Linked DNA regions of Mus musculus: region 1 is linked to region 2. Evidence: chromatin contacts called from public promoter capture Hi-C data. All regions are on one chromosome and are shown on one strand. The core of a region is the stretch at or near the end of the contact, and the rest is flanking DNA. Distances in the headings are between cores, read along the strand shown. Region 1 overlaps Gm29916 (a long non-coding RNA gene). Region 2 overlaps E2f7 (E2F transcription factor 7).

Region 1 (2,700 bases), core at 164-2,663, 320 kb after region 2:
AGAAAAAACTAGTTTTCCTTTAATGGACCCTTTACATCAAACTGATAACCCTGAGTAAAATGGCCCAATTGGTACTAACAAAAAAAAAAAAAAAAGTCTAAGATACCAATTCCATTTTTAACAACTCCATAATCCTCATTTGACTGCATCTATTAATGAAAGGATACAGACCAGGCAGAAGGACTCCATCTACAAAGGTTGCCCTTGATGCCGGCAGATGCAATATCCAGGTAATAAAATTTCCATTCAGTAAACATTTTTCTGTATAGGAAGCAGCTCTAAGATGCTATTTAGGGAATATAGATCGCTGATGAAATTCAGAGAACATTATCTGTTCTCTCTAGTTAGAGGATTCAGATTGCCCTTATCTGGTAACGCTATAATCCTTTCTAATCCTCTGAAGGGGGAAGACAGCAAGGCTGTCTGCGCGGGTGAAATTGCTTTTATTGTTCTCTGTTTCCGAGAGTGGACATTAAGTATTCAGCTCTTCAATGATGAAGTCATTAATACAGCGCCTTTCCTCCTCAGCAGGGATAAGAGTGGCTCAAGCCATCCTTCCCCTCCTTCGCAAAGGGTTCTTGCTCCCGTGATCTGTTAAATGAACAATGAAATCGCACCTTGGAAGGAATTCGGGTCAAAGTACAAGTGGCTTAATGCCGGTTGGCCTGTAAAAGCGCTGTTGAAGTTTACTGCCTGCATCTGTGGCTTTCCCACACAGTACAAACGGGCCATCATTGATATTTAGAGTCGGCGGTCCCCGAATAAGTAATTTCTAACCTTATCTAGGCAGATGAATAATTTTTACTTACCTGCATGAGTTATGCCACTGGTGCATGTCGTGAATCCACAGTGTTAAAAACTCACGAGAATTTACTCTGGCCTCTTCATCACTCTAACTAGAGATAGGGTATCAAGACGGGTTGCAGGCAAGAGCCAGATGCCAATAACTTTGGGTAGGACTATAACAGTTGGTCATTCAGAGGCTAGCTGCCTCTGCCAACAACAGCCACCAAAGTGCCCATTAATATAAACAAAATATAAGAGACAGAAGGCTTTTGAAATCCATGCCTCCTCTAGCTTTGTTAGCTAAATAAACTATTGCAAACTATTTCTGCACCTGGCATTCCCATCTGATGGTGTAACCATTGTTCCTCTTCTTATCCAACACAGAGATAGTTATTTCCTCTTTGTGTCTGGCAGGAGCTATACAACACACACACACACATGCTTTGCTGGAATTAGAATAAGGAGGAGACAAGAAAGGCAATCTGAATACGAGAAAGGGAGTGGCCCCCAAATCTTTATTGCACCAGGAAGTTGTTCCATACAGAGATAACTGGATGAGCTTCTGGTTTCCAGTGAAACTTATGGTCTATAGCTGTGTTGGGGGTGGGGCAGCTGCAGCCGGGAGGCAGGGCCAGGGAAACGGGAAGTGGAGTTCACTGTGCCCTCTTCCTGCTTTCCTGACTTGGTATTGGAGGGAGTCCCACTCAGAACACAGGTGGAATTTGGATCCTTCCATTGAAGTCGATGCACAAAACTGCACAGCTCTCGCCTCAAAAAAGGAATGAGAGAGTTTATTCTGGAGCCAAACTAGAGTGACCAAGCCCTTGGAAACGTGAAGCTGGATTGCCCCCAGATGCCATGTTCCCAGTGTGGAAGCAGTTTCATGAAGCTTTACAGTAGCAGAACAAAGGATGTCATAAGTCAAGGCCATTTAAAAATACTTGGTGGAGACATTGGAGCGGTGGTTACAGCGAGATGGGGGGAGACTCTTCTACAGGCCTCAAACACTATCTGATGGTGATCTTAGCTCTTTAGTTGGTAGAAACCAGTAGTTTACTAAGTTAATGCATGCTAAAATGTTATCTATAGTGACAGGTTGTTAATTACAGTACAGGGGTGAGCAAGAAATGGCTACTCGGGGAACTAAGGCTAGCCCAAAGAAATGATAATTAGTCTGTGAGATAAGAAACTTTGCAAATCTTCTTCACCCTCTGAAGGTTTTATCAGTTGATCCCCCTACACAGATAGCTTCTTTCCACGAGTTCTAGTTTACCTCGTGGTTTTCTGGTGAGCAGTATGGTGCATTTTCAGGCAGTCTGTTTGCAGAGCCAGGGAGAATCGAGACGGGAAAAGGAAGGAGATGTGGAACTAGAGGGACGATTCTGATTACCACATGATGCTCTCCCCTCTGTTTGCCATTAGATCAGACCCTGAAAACTCACATTTTGGTTGCCAGCTAGAAATCTAAGTTAAAAGCCAAGAGTTCTTCCCCCCAAACATGGTAAGATGATAACCAATGGGTGAGCGTCTACAAGGAGAGAAACGGTTTGCAAATGTCACTGTGTAATGCAGACCCAGGAGCCAGGGGTCTCCTGTAATCTAAAGCATCAAGTCTGAGTAGCCAACGGAACATAGGAGACACATGAGAGCATGCACTAAGCGGTAACAGGACATCATGGACCAGCTCTTCCTAGATGCAAAGGTGGGCGTGTCCATTGGCATAGAAAGAATGGAAACTGACTCCTACTGTGAGTTAGAGACTAGCCCTGCCTAGGAACATGTGAGATACCATGGGGACCTTTATAAACCCTTGTGTGGTTGTTTTTCCAAGGCCTCAATAGAAAATTGAGGTCCTGTTTTGAGATGAGCAGGAGTCAAGGAGAGCAAGGGATTTTAATAATTCTTTCCCCAAGT
Region 2 (2,700 bases), core at 115-2,614:
AGGCGCTACTGGGCACCTTTTCTGGAACTTAGAAAAAGATAGTTTGCTTCTAATTTGCACCCAGAATGAGCTCCTATGTAGATGCGCCATTTTTTTTTTTTTTTTTTTTTAAGAAACTGCTCTTGGCTGCCTTTCACGCGCTTAGATTTTCACACTGGCTCTTGTATGCAACTCCGAGCAACTTATTTAACCTCTATACCTGAGGTTATATAACTTCATCCATAAACTGGAGTAAACAATCGTACCTGTCTTAGTTAGGATTTTACTGCTGCGAACAGACACCATGACCGAGGCAAACTCTCATAAGGACATTTCATTGGGGTTGGCTTAGAGGTTCAGAGGTTCAGTCCGTTATCATCAAGGCAGGAGCATGGCAGCATCCAGGCAGGCGTGGTGCAGGAGGAGCTGAGAGGTCCACATCTTCATCTGCAGGTCTTTTAGAGAAGACTCACTTCCAGGCAGCTAGGATAGGAGTAGGATATTAAACCCTACACTCACAGTGAGTGACACACCTACTCTAGCAAGGCCACACAGTCTAATAGTGCCACTCCCTAGCCAAAGCATATACAAACCATCACAGTACCTATGTCAGAGAGTTAGATTAGGAATTGATACAAGTCCAGGAAACAGGACGTGACATGTGTTACGCACTTCATCATTTCCCTTGAGAACTCCCTTGTAGGCATGGTCAGAATGGCTCACCAGCAGGAACTTGTTAGCAGATCTGAGCAACCCTCTAGGATCGATGGCTGCCTTCTGCTAAAGCGTGAGACCTCGTCACCTCCACCACTCCTTCCTGGCACATTATAGTACAAGAGAGTGTCACCATAGCTAACTGGCAGCTTCTGCTGACCCAACGAATAAGAGTGGTTGGCCCGAGTCTTAGTTAGGGTTTTTATTGCTGTAAGGAGACACCATGACCACGGTAACTCTTACAAAGGAAAGCCTTTCATTAGAGCTGGCTTACAGTTCAGATGTTTAGTCCATTATTATCATGGCAGGAAGCATGGTGGAGTGCAGGTAGACACAGTGCTAGGAAGGGAACTGAGAGTTCTACATCCAGCTTTCAGACAGCAGGAAGAGTTACTGGGCCTGGCTTCAGCTTCTGAAACCGTAAAGCCCACCCCCACTGACACATGATGTCTTCCAACAAGGCCACACCCTCTGAGTCCATGGGGGCCACTGTCACTTATACAACCAGAGCCTTTGGACCCAGAAACCAGTTTCTCCCAGTCTTCTACCTCTGTCCAGGACAGGACTGTTTGAAGCACTGATCAGCCAGAACCAGAGCATACAGTGGCTGTAGGGTGGTTGATACAGTACAGGAAAAGGGAGAGATGTTGAACCTTCCTCCGCTTTCATTATATGAGTCACTGCTGACAGGAAGAGAATTCCACTAGAGGAAGGGCAGACTCTTCCTGCTTTCGAACGGTGAAAATCAGTGGATAGACATTGGCTTCTGTTATTTGGTGGAGCCAAATGCTGCCTCTTTGTGCTCTTGTGGGGTTTTTGTTTTGTTGTATCATGGGCTCCTTTTGAACCCTTTCTTATAATTGTCTACACAGATTGTTTTAAGATTGCAGAAATTGGAAAGCAAAACTTTGGCACGGAGCACTTCAAAACCTTGCTAGCAATTCGATACCACGTCTGGAGCATCTACGCTTATGACCTACTACTGGAGGTCTCGTTTGTTGTAGAGGCTGTCGGTTGATTTAAGTGACAAACTCAAAGGGTAAATCATGCGTGGTAGAAACTCCACACTAGTCCTGTGAGATAAGGGTCGCTTGGCAGGACACAGGACTCAGGAAATGCAAAGCAATATAAGCAAGCAAAACACCGGCCCTTCGCTGTGAATGGTCGAAGGAACACTGCTCAGAAAACATCAGGCAGCTCTCACGATGGTATTTTGTTGGCTGTTCTCCCTTTAACGAGTCCTGTTATAGGTTGATTTTGAACATAGAACTACCAAGGTGTAACCATTCTTCAGTAGCAAATACAAACCTGTAAGTAGGGTTTTGAAAAATACGGCCCTGTGAAGCAGGAAAAGACTCCGTTGGCCTTCTTCATTTCAGCTATTACAGGCATCTGTTGGTGACAGATACATTTGTGACTTCTCTTACCAACACTTCATAAAAAATATGTGCAAAAAAAAGTAGCAGATGTAATGGGTTTCCTTGGAGCCACTGTTCAATGCCTGTGGGGCTCTCTATACATTTATCCAGTATTGGTTCTTTCCGACCTTGAATGTGTGGTCTAATCTGTATTTCTAAGTAGAACATACTCTGTACCCTTAAGCAGACAACTGCCTTTTCTTGACCCTTGCTAAAAAGTTCTCTTTGCTTTAAATAGGAAAATATATTTGTCGACCGATCAAGGATGACCCCAAAGACACCGATGAAGAACGAGCCGATCGACCTGTCAAAGCAAAGAATCTTCACCCCAGACAGAAACCCCATTACTCCAGTAAAGCCGGTCGACAGGCAGCCGCAGGTGGAGCCCTGGACACCCACAGCCAACCTGAAGATGCTCATCAGCGCCGCCAGCCCAGACATAAGAGACCGGGAGAAGAAAAAGGAGCTGTTCAGACCCATTGAGAATAAGGAGGATGCGTTCGTGAACTCCCTGCAGGTAGCGAGCTGTGCTCGAGGGCTTTGTAAAACTTCCCCGGGTTTAACATGATTATTTAAAAGTCGCACGATA

What was found. Capture Hi-C pulls out chosen DNA fragments and counts their contacts.
Region 1: a contact with region 2 is called in a promoter capture Hi-C map of adipose tissue. The contact joins two enhancer-like sites. A contact is called at or near these places in 7 of 39 promoter capture datasets (3T3-L1-derived adipocytes, embryonic stem cells, frontonasal cranial neural crest and 4 more), 7 of 115 datasets of contacts at active chromatin or transcription factors (embryonic stem cells, large pre-B cells and stem cell-derived neural progenitor cells) and 1 of 9 other capture datasets (adipose tissue).

Annotation. Positions count from the first base shown.
Region 1 is chr10:111,072,873-111,075,572 of GRCm38.p6, forward strand. It overlaps Gm29916 (a long non-coding RNA gene), which reads right to left. Exons shown (of 2, transcript XR_380784.4): 2 at 1,270-1,555. Among named protein-coding and RNA genes, the nearest start is that of Gm51781, 7.7 kb to the left of the region's middle. Within about 2 kb of position 1,414, at least 45 of the 459 cell types and tissues checked have an H3K27ac peak or open chromatin away from gene starts, as enhancers often do. A contact at or near this core is called in adipose tissue, where this site is marked.
Region 2 is chr10:110,751,732-110,754,431 of GRCm38.p6, forward strand. It overlaps E2f7 (E2F transcription factor 7), which reads left to right. Exons shown (of 13, transcript NM_178609.5): 3 at 2,350-2,628. Among named protein-coding and RNA genes, the nearest start is that of E2f7, 7.6 kb to the left of the region's middle. Within about 2 kb of position 1,365, at least 15 of the 459 cell types and tissues checked have an H3K27ac peak or open chromatin away from gene starts, as enhancers often do. A contact at or near this core is called in adipose tissue, where this site is marked.